Regions from separate parts of the Danio rerio genome. Here region 2 is linked to region 1. The links are chromatin contacts, called in public Micro-C maps. All regions are on one chromosome and are shown on one strand. The core of a region is the stretch at or near the end of the contact, and the rest is flanking DNA. Distances in the headings are between cores, read along the strand shown. Region 1 holds the start of thoc6 (THO complex 6). Region 2 holds the start of tbc1d10b (TBC1 domain family, member 10b).

Region 1 (5,589 bases), core at 1,838-4,337:
ATCAGAGGGTAATCTCACATTGAAACTCCAAATACCAGGAAAATCCCAGTGCTTTTTAAATAAAAGATTTTAGTGCCTTATACTGCATTGATCTAATAAATTGATCTAATAAATTGATCCAATAAATTGTTCTCTCATATATAAGTAGTAGGTATGCGGCTTAGGTAAGATGGTGTGTTCAACAAATCTCCAGAAGTGGATTTATATGCTCATTTATTACCCCATAAAATAGTCCTTGCTCAGAAAGTCCTAATTGACCATATTTGAAACGGTTGTGAATATAGATTCATTTATAATTAAATCTAATCAAATAAACAGACATGGATGTATTATTGTATTTTGTACAACATCAATCAACCACAGTTAATGAATTCATATAACCCTTTCGTAATTGGATTGATGCAGTGGTGTTTGAGACTCAGTATGCCCATTTCCATGTACTGAATTATTATTCATCTATGCCTTGGTACACCTATATTTTCTTTATAGGACATCTTCAACTGCTCTCTTTAATTCAGTGTGACTAATAAACATGACTAAGAAGTCATCTTACAGAAGGATTTAGGTGAAATAAATGTTGAAGTCCGTTTGGAGTAAAAACGTGTGCTTTTTTCAGTTTGGGCTCATACATTTGGGGAATTTACTATTTTTATTCTAGAGCACACAAATCAGCTGCCATCAACAAAAGATAGTATTTAGATAAAGCATCATCATTGGGGGATCCAAATATCTGTCTGATCTCTGGTAGTTTTAAAATTACACATTTGCTGCATAAATTGTCAACATAAAATGGCCTTTCATTTCTCTGCTGTAATCTCCGCTGTCTCCATTTCCTTTGAAATCTGCAGTCCTCCACGGCCAAAAAGAGTGCCAGCGGACTCGCTCAGAGACTCTCGGTCACTCAGTTACTCTCCTCCAGCGAGGCAGCGAAGACCTGCACATTCTCCACCCTCTCGACGGTCAGTTCTGAAACAAAGCATTCATTTTACTGCACACTCCTAATTTCCAGCCTGCTGATATTAATGTTCACCACTGTTTTCCATCAGCGTCGCAAGCAGGAAGTCGAGAAGCCGATCTCCAGACAGTCGACGGAGGAAATGAGTGAATCGTTGTTCACATTTTTGTTTTCTGGACACTTACCTGACCCTCACTGGATTGGATCTTCTGTATCCTATGGATGAGGCTAGAAATGTGACTAGTTTTAATGGTGGTGCTCTCACCATTTGTAGAGGAAGATCTGTCGAAGCCTGGTTCTTTGTAACTCTCCCAAAAAGGGAGGATTTATTTTTACTTTTAATATGTTGTAATTAATGTTCAAGCAGAGGCCAGCTGAGACACTGAAGCGCTAGTCAACTATTGCTCTGTGCCAACAGATGCTGGACTCTATTTGTATACACACACACACACAAACATGCGCAAATCACACGTCTAGTGGTTTTCTGTCTGCTACATTGTTCTGAATGTAGATGAACTTCTGTAATTTGCTGTTCAGAATGGATGATTTACTGTTCCTGCATATGTGGACAGATTCTGTTTCTTTTTGTTTATTTGTGGAAAAGGAAGAGCTATGAATAATAAAATGGCCGTAGAATCTTCCATGTCTGAAACTGTGGTTTTGTTATTGGGAATGATCTTTATTTAACAGTTTTTATTAAACTGAAAGCTGTCGTTTTAATAATTAAACCTTTAATATTTTTTTCTCATTGGTCAGATAAGAATAATCTAATGAAGTTTTCTTACATGAACATATACAAGTATGTATTTTGTGTGCATCTTTATTTTTATCCAACCTTTAATGGCACTATATTTGCTTGTAGCCTATAATTCAGATGTTCCATTAACATTGGATTAATGGAAATATATTAATAATTGCTAAAACACAATTCAGTCCAAGTCTAATCTTTATTAAATGATGAATCAGTTAATACTGATTTAATTACGAAAAGGCCCAGTGTCTTGAATTTGACAAAATGGCACATATTTCTAAACTATGCTTAGTACATGGGCTTAAAGTCAACAATTAAAAGCAATGAAATTGCCTTTCACACAGAAGTATCTCATTTTAGTCACAGATTTTTCCAAAATGCTGTAATATAATGTGTATTTTATTATAGTGCATTTATTTGTATGCCCCACAACTATGAGTTCACACCACCACCAGTGCACAGCATTCACTTAGATGATGCGACAGCAGCCACAGGACAATGATGCCAGTGCGCTCATTACACACCAGCTATAACTAGTGAGCTACTCTTTACGAGAAGTGCCCATGATGTCTTATCCCAAAGACAGCACTCACTGAGAGTAGAGTGTCCCCTTCACTTTACTGGAGCATTAGGACTCACACAGACCACATTTTGAGCTTCATTAACACCACTTTCAACAGCAACGTAGTTTTCCCAAGTGGTCACCCATTCAGGTACTAACCAGGCGCAGCCCTGCTTAGCTTCACTGAGTAACCGGTGGGCTGCAGAGTGATATGGCTGTAGTAGTCGCTATGGTAATGTGGTTATGTTAGTTAAAGCATCATAATAACCACTGTTGGGGTGTTAGGTACTTCAATTAAAATTATTTTCCTCTGAAAAATTTATTTAAGGGATATCTTGCTCAAGGTTATGACTAACAGATGGCCACATGCTTAAGAAACTCTTATATTGAGTATGAATTTATAATGTCAGTATATGGCATGTATGAAACATGCTGTTATTGCTTTGTAAGGAATTGTTATGGACAATAAAAAAAAACAAAACAAAAAAAAACGCCTGCTTGGCTCAAGTTCAAAGATTTAAAATAGTTATTTCCATTATGTAAGCGTTGAGGTTTACATGGGTTAAAACTTAGACATGTTACATTTGAATTGTAACTTAAATACAATTTTATAGATTTAATGCTAATTATTAACCCTTTTGAAGTAACTGAAGTAATCTATGGCGAAAACTAGTTAAGCAACCATGCTAACTTTTTAAATTTTTTTTTAATTTCATTTTTTTGTAACCATGCTAACTTTTTTTTAAGGACGGGCGCTGTCTGTGACGGTAGGTTACGGAGAAACGTCATATTTACGCGTCATATTTACGCGACGCCATTTGAATGAGTAGCACACGAAAGGGCTTTGTGTAAAAAGTAGCTGAGGATTTTTAAGTTACATTAAGCGTTTAATAATCTCCCGAAGATGGGTCCAGTTGAGGTAAATTAAACAGCTGGAATCGTATTCAATCTTTCATCTAGCTCAAATTATCACATCACTAAAAACAGCGCATTAATAGTTGTCACAATTAGCTCATATACAACTTTATATGCAGTTTCATTCATACATGTGTAGATTTTTGAGGTATTACTCGCAGTGTGTGTGACAGGCGTTTGTCTTTGTCCAGCTCCTGCACATGTCAGTCTTCTCTCAGAGCTTCTCTCCCTGCGGTCGCTACCTCGCAGCGGGCAACAACTATGGAGAGATTGCAGTGTTCAGGTAAATACAGGCACAGTAAACCGTCTGTTATAAGAGCAGTTCATAGTCAGTGCTGCAGTTATGTTTGTTAATAGATGTGTGCCAGTAGCTATACGTGACGTATCTATATGTATTTAAGACTGTTTTGTGTTTATATTGAAGAGATAGTTTGCTCAAAAAAGTGAATTTTATTTACTCCATTCTGTTGAACTAAAAAGGAAATGTTTTGAAGCTTGTAGCCACTGACATCCATAGCAGGGAAACATATTTTAAGGATGTTAATGGTTACCATTAAGCATATCGTATTTTGTGTTCAGTAGAAAAAAGAAACTCAGGTTTGAAATGAGTGGAGGTAGAGTTAATAATAATAATAATAATAATAACTTTGACAGAATTTTCCTTTTTGGATGAACTATCTCTTTAAATGGCTCTTGAAATGGTTTTTGTTTACTAGTCTTGTCTTTACAGTCTTTCAGCTGCACTGAGCCCAGATGCATCAGAAAGGAGTCAGAAGCCCATCCTTAACTTTACCGGTCAGACACATTTTATTGATATTTCCCTTTACATGTGTTGTGTATTTAACTTATAAACATTAGCTAATAGAGAATGATTTACACTATCCAATATTGCAGCACAAACATGTGACATGAGGAGTATTTATTAATACAGTATATTTCAGTGTAGAATATGCAGAGTTATTGTTGTTATTGTTGGCACATTTTCTTAAGTATGTAGGCATTCTCTGATTAATCGGTCGAAAATCGGTATCAGCCTATAATCACATTTCATGACTCCATCTGTACTCTCTGATTTCATGAGCCCGATCACTGGTGTTCATTAATGAATTTACAAGCAGAGTTAGACACATGTGCGCTCTCGTATATTATACTTAGCCTACAGTAGCCACAACAAATGAGGAGGTAAATAATTTATTATTTTCTGTGGTGGTTCATTCCTCTGTGGTGACCCCAGATGAATATGGGGCTAAGCCGAAGTAAAATGAGTGAATTAATTATTTTCTGTAAAGCTGCTTCTGGCCAAGACATGTTCACACATACAGTAATAGTACGTAGGTAAATGGTAAAATAATAAAAATAATAAATAAATATTTGATATATATATATATATATATATATATATATATATATATATATATATATATATATATATATAATGTTTATAAGTAATATGGTTATAGTAAATGGTTATAAGAGACGTATTTAAGGGGAAGATCTTCTCTTAAGTTTTATACTAGGGTAAATGTGCTTAATGTATTATAAAGCTTGAAGAATTTAGAATCGGTATTCGGTATCGGCTGATCGCCATGACAAGGAATTGTTACTCTGTATTAGCGACAAATCCTGATCGGAGCATCCCTAGTATCTACATAAGTAAATAAATAGAGTGAAAGATGGGCTCAGAAATTGCTCAGACAGATTCTAGTGGGGTTAATAAATTATTAAGAGGACAACATAAGATCGTCTACATTTACACTTGTTATTGTCATTTGTTATTGTGATAAAACATTTAGCAATTATTATGCCATGAAAATTAAATACAGTTTTTGATTACAATGACATGTAAAAGAGCTTTTTTAATGTTTTCAGCTCACGACGGTCCTGTATTCTCTCTTCTGTCCACTGAATCTCATCTCCTGAGCGCTGGGAATGGAGAGATCAGTGCCTGGAGTTGGGCAGAGCTCATCAAAAAAGTAGGTAGAGTTTTGCCTGGGTTGGAAAAAATTATATTCCTTTTCGTAGTTTTGCTTTGTGCTTGCAGAAACTTCAGAAAAGTCCAAATAAGCTTAGCATGATTATTTATTTATGTTTCCACAGAGCACCAAAGCTGCATGGACAAGAAAACCTAATTATGAGTGAGAGACTGTCAATAACTATTTAGATTCACCTGCTCATTCTCACACGCTCATTGCTCAGTTAGTTTTATGACTTTCATTAATCTGTGAACTGCCTCAGTTGTTTGTGCAATGTCTTATTCCACACAGGACTAGTCTTGAAATTCCAGAAATCAATGCGATGATCATTAACCCAAAGGTTTGTATTTGACATATTTATCTTATTTTAAAAATGCTGAGCATATTTTGTCTTTGCATGTATTTGTTAGTTTTTTTTTTAAAGGTTCTGCTT
Region 2 (5,589 bases), core at 992-3,491, 130 kb after region 1:
CTTAATTTCTAAAGCCCTTTCTGTTGAGCAGATGAAGATAATAACCAATCATCATAAGACCTCGCCTGTCAGCGCTCAAAAAGCAGGCGGTATAATATTGACATGAGTTTATTAGCTGTAAATGCTCATGCTGTCTTCTGTGCATGAGTTTTGTTTGATACATTCAGAAAGAGTGCTTTCTTTAAGCAGGTCAAATTATGAGTAGGGTTCATATATCTGACTGCTGTATTAAAGAACAAAATTGTATTAAAAATAACCCTATAACTGTCACACCAAGACAAAAGCAATAGATTTTTTTATTGCATTTCTTAACTCATAATGTCGCTATTTAACACAGTCAATGCATTTTTTTCTCAACACATCCCATAATTTCTAAAATATCAGCCTCTACCAACTGGTTAAGAAGTTGGTTTATGGTAAAAGTACCAGAATTAATAAATATACTACAGAACATATGAAGTGCCAGACCAATTGAATTAAAAACATAATCAAAATTAAAAAAATTTATACTAAACCATAGCCATAAGCCATAAAGTATTTTAGATTTTCTTTTAACACAGTACTATACACGCTTTCCTGTTTTTCTTTTCTTTTTTTTTTACAATAAAATCAAAATCAAGTGAATTAGTGCAACAGGATTTAGTTTGCTTGTTTAGTTTAGTTTCACGACTGCTTCCAGAAGACAAAACTCCTGTTTATTGTGGTATTAACCAATTAAACTTCAAAACTACCAAAGTGTGAGTGTGTGTGAGTGAATAATGCATGTACGAGAGAAACAGTGTGATTGTACCTGTGTGTGCGTCTGTGTGTGTGTGTGAGAGAGAGAGAGAGTGTATGAGAGTGTAAAAGAGTGTATTTTCGTGTTTGTGTGTGTGTGTGCCCATGTATATGTATAACAACATCGGTATTACACAGATGTTAGGAGGAGATGGTGAATTATGTGTACATTATGTATAAAATTCAATCACACTAAATATTTTTTTATTTTCAGAAAGTAAAACTACACATAATTTCCTGTAAGGGTTGGGTTTAGAGATTGGATTTGGGGTTAGAGCATTCAAAAGTATAGTTTGTAGAGTATAAAAACAATTGTAACCTATGTAATGTCCCCACAATTCACAAAAATGTGTGTGTGTGTGTGTGTGTGTGTGTGTGCGTGTGTGTGTGAGAGAGAGATAGAGAGAGAACTGTGTGTGAGAGTGTATGAATGTGTGAGAGTGTACATTTAGGTGTGTGTGTGTATGTGTGTGTAAAAGAGAGAGAGAGAGAGAGAGAGTATGAATGAACATGCTGAATTATCTCATCAGTGAAGTGATTTTCTGGTAAAAGAGCCTGACGATGTGAGTTCTTGTACCATAGAAATTATTTAGAGAGAAAAACAGTATCATAAGCCATGTTTCTTTTCATTCTGCTTAATCAAGTGCCCCAAAGATATTTAAAATAAACAAAACAATATGATGTCTTTTGACTGCCTTCTTTAATAACTACATTACACAATACTTGTACTTTTACTTTCAGTACTTGAGTAGTAAATTTTGAAATAAACTACTTGCAATACTTAAGTACTAAAAATGTTGAATACTTTTGTACTTCCACTTAAGTATGGTGATTAAAGAGCACTTCTACTTCTACTCAAGTCACTTTTTGATAGAGCACTTGTACTTTTACTTAAGTACGGGTCTCTAGTACTTTATACATCTCTGCTTACAATTCATAATTCACTTTTAAAAAAATTTAAATCATGAATTAAAAAACACAGTTTGTAAATACACAAATCCAATTTGTAAATTCAAAACACAATTCATACATGCACAACTCTAATTCATTGAAGAAAAATTTATGATTTCTATTGTGAATTCACAAGTTGTGGTTTGAATTAACGAATTGGATTTTGTCTATGTGAATTGTGCAGTGCATGTAGCCTATGAGGTTTATTTCTGCAGATGTATTATTTCTGAGACTCATCTGGCTTCATACAAAGCATGCTGTAAATAACAACAACAGTATGCTTTGGGCTTCCATACATATGTGACAGTCGATTCATTTCATAGAATGTTAGAATGCCTGTTTATTTATTTAAAATGCGAATTAAATCATGTAATTATTATGAGTAATATTGTAAATATTCATATAGTCATACATATATTCATTTTATGTAATATATAATTTATTTTAGGGGAACTTTAAACTCCATACAAAAGCGATGGCTGGATCGACTGGACGTCAGTACGTCAGTCGACACTGACGTACTGCGCGTTGTGAGTCGGGTGCGCGCACGTCGCTGTCACTCAGTTGGTTGTAGGAAATGCGGACACGGCGAGATGTAGGGCCGTGTTTATCTTTTCCAGTGATGCGGCCCAAGTCATATTTTATGGAGGTTCCTTGACATTTTTAAAACGCACCGCAAAACTCAATGCCAACAGTGAAACGGATCTGTTTGCGCGTGGATGAGAGGGAAGCCAGTGCAGAGCGGCAGTGTTTAGCTAACGCCGTTAGCTCAGCAACACACCACCCGCCACACACAGACCCATAACCGCACTTTTAGGTTCATCATTCCAAGTTCTTCATCGTCCCAGAGGCTTAACGTTACCAGCGGCCTGCCTCCCTCGCTTCTTACATCCGTTCATCGGTGGCGGCGGGGGGGTCACGATAACCGGAGCGAATAGGAGCCCCCCCGGGTCGGACGGACAGATCCCTCAGCTGCGGTGAGTCTGCACACTCTCTGTTATCTTCTCTCAGAATTGACAGATGCGATGTAACCGACGAACACACTAAACAACACCATTTCTTCTGCCGTAAAGCGGGAAGTTGAGCTCATCGACCGCACTGGGTGCTGTAGGCATGAGCTAGCGAGTTAGCAGGCCAGTTTCACCTGCCAAAAGTGTACATCACAATTACAAGCATCCCCGTTTTCTAATCACCACATGTACCATGGACTGAATGCTAATCCTCTGTATAATAAAGTCACATTTGTGTTGTTAAGGGGCTGTTGCATGACAGATCGGACAGCACGATTAACAGCTTTAGGTTAAACTTGGCAGTCACAAATCCAGCGTCTCCTGTGGGTTAAGAAGTCTCAGGTGGTGTCTGCTCACTTTTTGACCTTGCTAGGGTGTTTTTTGACTTCAGTCTTGTGCTTAAGAGCGTGATCTAGTTCTCTTGTACTTTTATAAATTAAGGTTACCCCCGGTACTCAGCAGTGTAATGCCCAGTTACTTCACATGTGGTCGATCACAACAGTTGACAGCTCTCACGTTTTCACACATGCCCTTTTAAAACCCCACATTGGCTGTTTGCATGTGTCGTTTGTTTACATCTCTTTCATGTCCACGCTGGGGATATTAGGATAGGATAAAAGTCTTGGTCACCCGGAACGAGCACAGTTCATGTGTATGGGTGGAGTCCCACAAACTGGCATTGTCCGATTCCTGGACGTATTGTCCACTTGAGTCGGATCTTTTAACTGATTTGTTGAACCGAGTCACAAAATCAACTGGAATGATTTGAGCTTTTAATTGGTCCAAACATTTTAACAATTCACTGGCTGATTGAACTGGCTATAAAGTAACTATGTAGAGCTTTTGCTTGTCGGAATGAGTAATATATTACTTTAAAGTCCTCATGAAATCACTCTGGAATGGTATTGAAGACGTCTTGGCTTTAATCATTCAGCTGCTTTTATTACATCTATTCTATCTTTCGCTCTGATGGCATGGTTTGAAGTCTGTCCCTTGAATACAGAAGTAGACTGAGCCAGGTTTTTAGATGGTCAAGCAGGTTGATTGGCGAATCACATCTGACCAATGAATCACTGTATAGTAGGCAGCTTTTACGGATTGCCCAAAATACTAGTAGCTGTAGCTCTCATCCTCTGTCTGGGAAGTTTACCCTGCTCCCTTTGGGTCGAAGGTTTCAGATGCTTTTTAGTAGGACAAAACAATACAGGAATAGCTTTGTTCCAACATCTATTGTCGCTCTGGATAAATTATAATATTTTATAAGGTACTTTTGTATGTGTTTATCTGTAATTTAATTGTTTGCATCAAATGCCATACTTTGCTGCAAAAAGAATCTACTTACAGGTACCAATAAAGTCAACTCAACCAATAGTTTCCTGTGAGTATGAGATGTTGAGGAGGAATGCTGAAATTAAACAACACCCTCTATTCACACTGCACTTACACACTTTGTACTCATTCATCTTCATAAAGTTTTGTTAGTCGTCTGTGTCTAAAAGCCACACCCCTAATTGCATGAAGTTGTTTTTAGTTAAATAAAGGCATTAACTGACTTTAAGTCTAATTTAATGTTTGAACACACTACTTGTTTTAAACTAAAACACAGACTAGAACAGTGGATATAAATAGTGTGCAAACAGGGAAATATGTCACAATACTGATGTTGGGTATTTTAGAACTACAGAATAGGCTCATATGTACACATAAGTGAGTTTTATCATCACAAATTTAATGACATAAAAGTCGATAAATGGCATTTTATTAAAATCTTATGAGGATTTATTTCGACCAAGACATGTTTATGAGTTTTAGTATGGTTTGATTGTTTTAATTGTTGTATTGTTAAGCATAAATAGTTATTTATATTTAGGTTTAAATATAATATAATTTATATAATGTAAGTATTATAACATTTATTTATATTCACAAAATGAACTATGAAATTACTGTATCGATAACTGAATACTTTATAGTAGGGCTGGGACGATAAACGATATTATATTAAATTGTGATAAAAGTTATTTCAATAAGCTCTGGACTTTAATACTCTATATTGATCCAAGAGCTAATCACACCGCAGAAATGTGCAACAATGGGAATCTAAAAATGTGTTATTAAAGATGTACTGAATTTTTGGCCACTGAAAGTTTATTGACCGAAAATATGTTATGCTAGTAGTTAATAAATCCTCTAATTTTTGTGGCTTCATTGTGTCATTGTTGGAATAATCTTAAGTCTGGAAGCATTAACAACTTATATAAAAATATTTATTGTTATTATCATTCAATATGGAAAATAAATATTGAGATTGCATTTTTGCCATATCGCCCAGCCCTAATTTATAGTACTAAATTTAATTTAAAGCATAGGTCTCAAACTCAACTCCCGGAGGGCCGCAGCTCTGCACAGTCTGCGCAGCTCCAACCATAATCAAACACAGCTAATACAACTAATCAAGGAGTTCAAGACTACTAAACACTACTAGATGAGGTGTGTTTGATTAGGGTTTGGAGCAAAACTTTGCAGAGCTGCGGCCCTCCAGGAATCGAGTTTGAGACCCATGGTTTAAAGGGACAGCTCACCCCAAAATTAGATTTCCTCTTCATTTACACACACTTGTGTTTCTAAACTTTTATACATTTTTCTTCTTTTGTTTCTTTGAAGATGCATTGGTTAATGCTTTCTTACACACCCTTACATTTTAATATTTTGCTGGTATTTCATCAGTTTTTAGACATCCCAGTTTGACAGCACATGGTAAATGTCAAAACCTAGTGAGCATTCTGCCTAGATAGCATTTTGTCTTCACAGGCGTGTCAGATATTTAGTCACCACAATGCTTTTGTGAAGG

Evidence for each region. A called contact is a pair of places that touch in the nucleus more often than the background predicts.
Region 2: a contact with region 1 is called in a Micro-C map of caudal fin, with 3 times the contacts expected there. The contact joins the promoter of tbc1d10b here to the promoter of thoc6 in region 1. A contact is called at or near these places in 2 of 18 Hi-C or Micro-C datasets (caudal fin and hematopoietic stem cells).

What each region holds. Positions count from the first base shown.
Region 1 is chr3:31,461,869-31,467,457 of GRCz12tu, forward strand. thoc6 (THO complex 6) reads left to right here and starts at 3,088. Exons shown (of 13, transcript NM_001006095.1): 1 at 3,088-3,187; 2 at 3,375-3,466; 3 at 3,914-3,978; 4 at 5,053-5,156; 5 at 5,281-5,318; 6 at 5,448-5,496. The coding sequence starts at 3,173. srrm2 (serine/arginine repetitive matrix 2) reads left to right here. Exons shown (of 14, transcript NM_001030075.2): 13 at 849-959; 14 at 1,047-1,595. The coding sequence ends at 1,101.
Region 2 is chr3:31,594,833-31,600,421 of GRCz12tu, forward strand. tbc1d10b (TBC1 domain family, member 10b) reads left to right here and starts at 2,242. Exons shown (of 10, transcript NM_001365256.1): 1 at 2,242-2,705.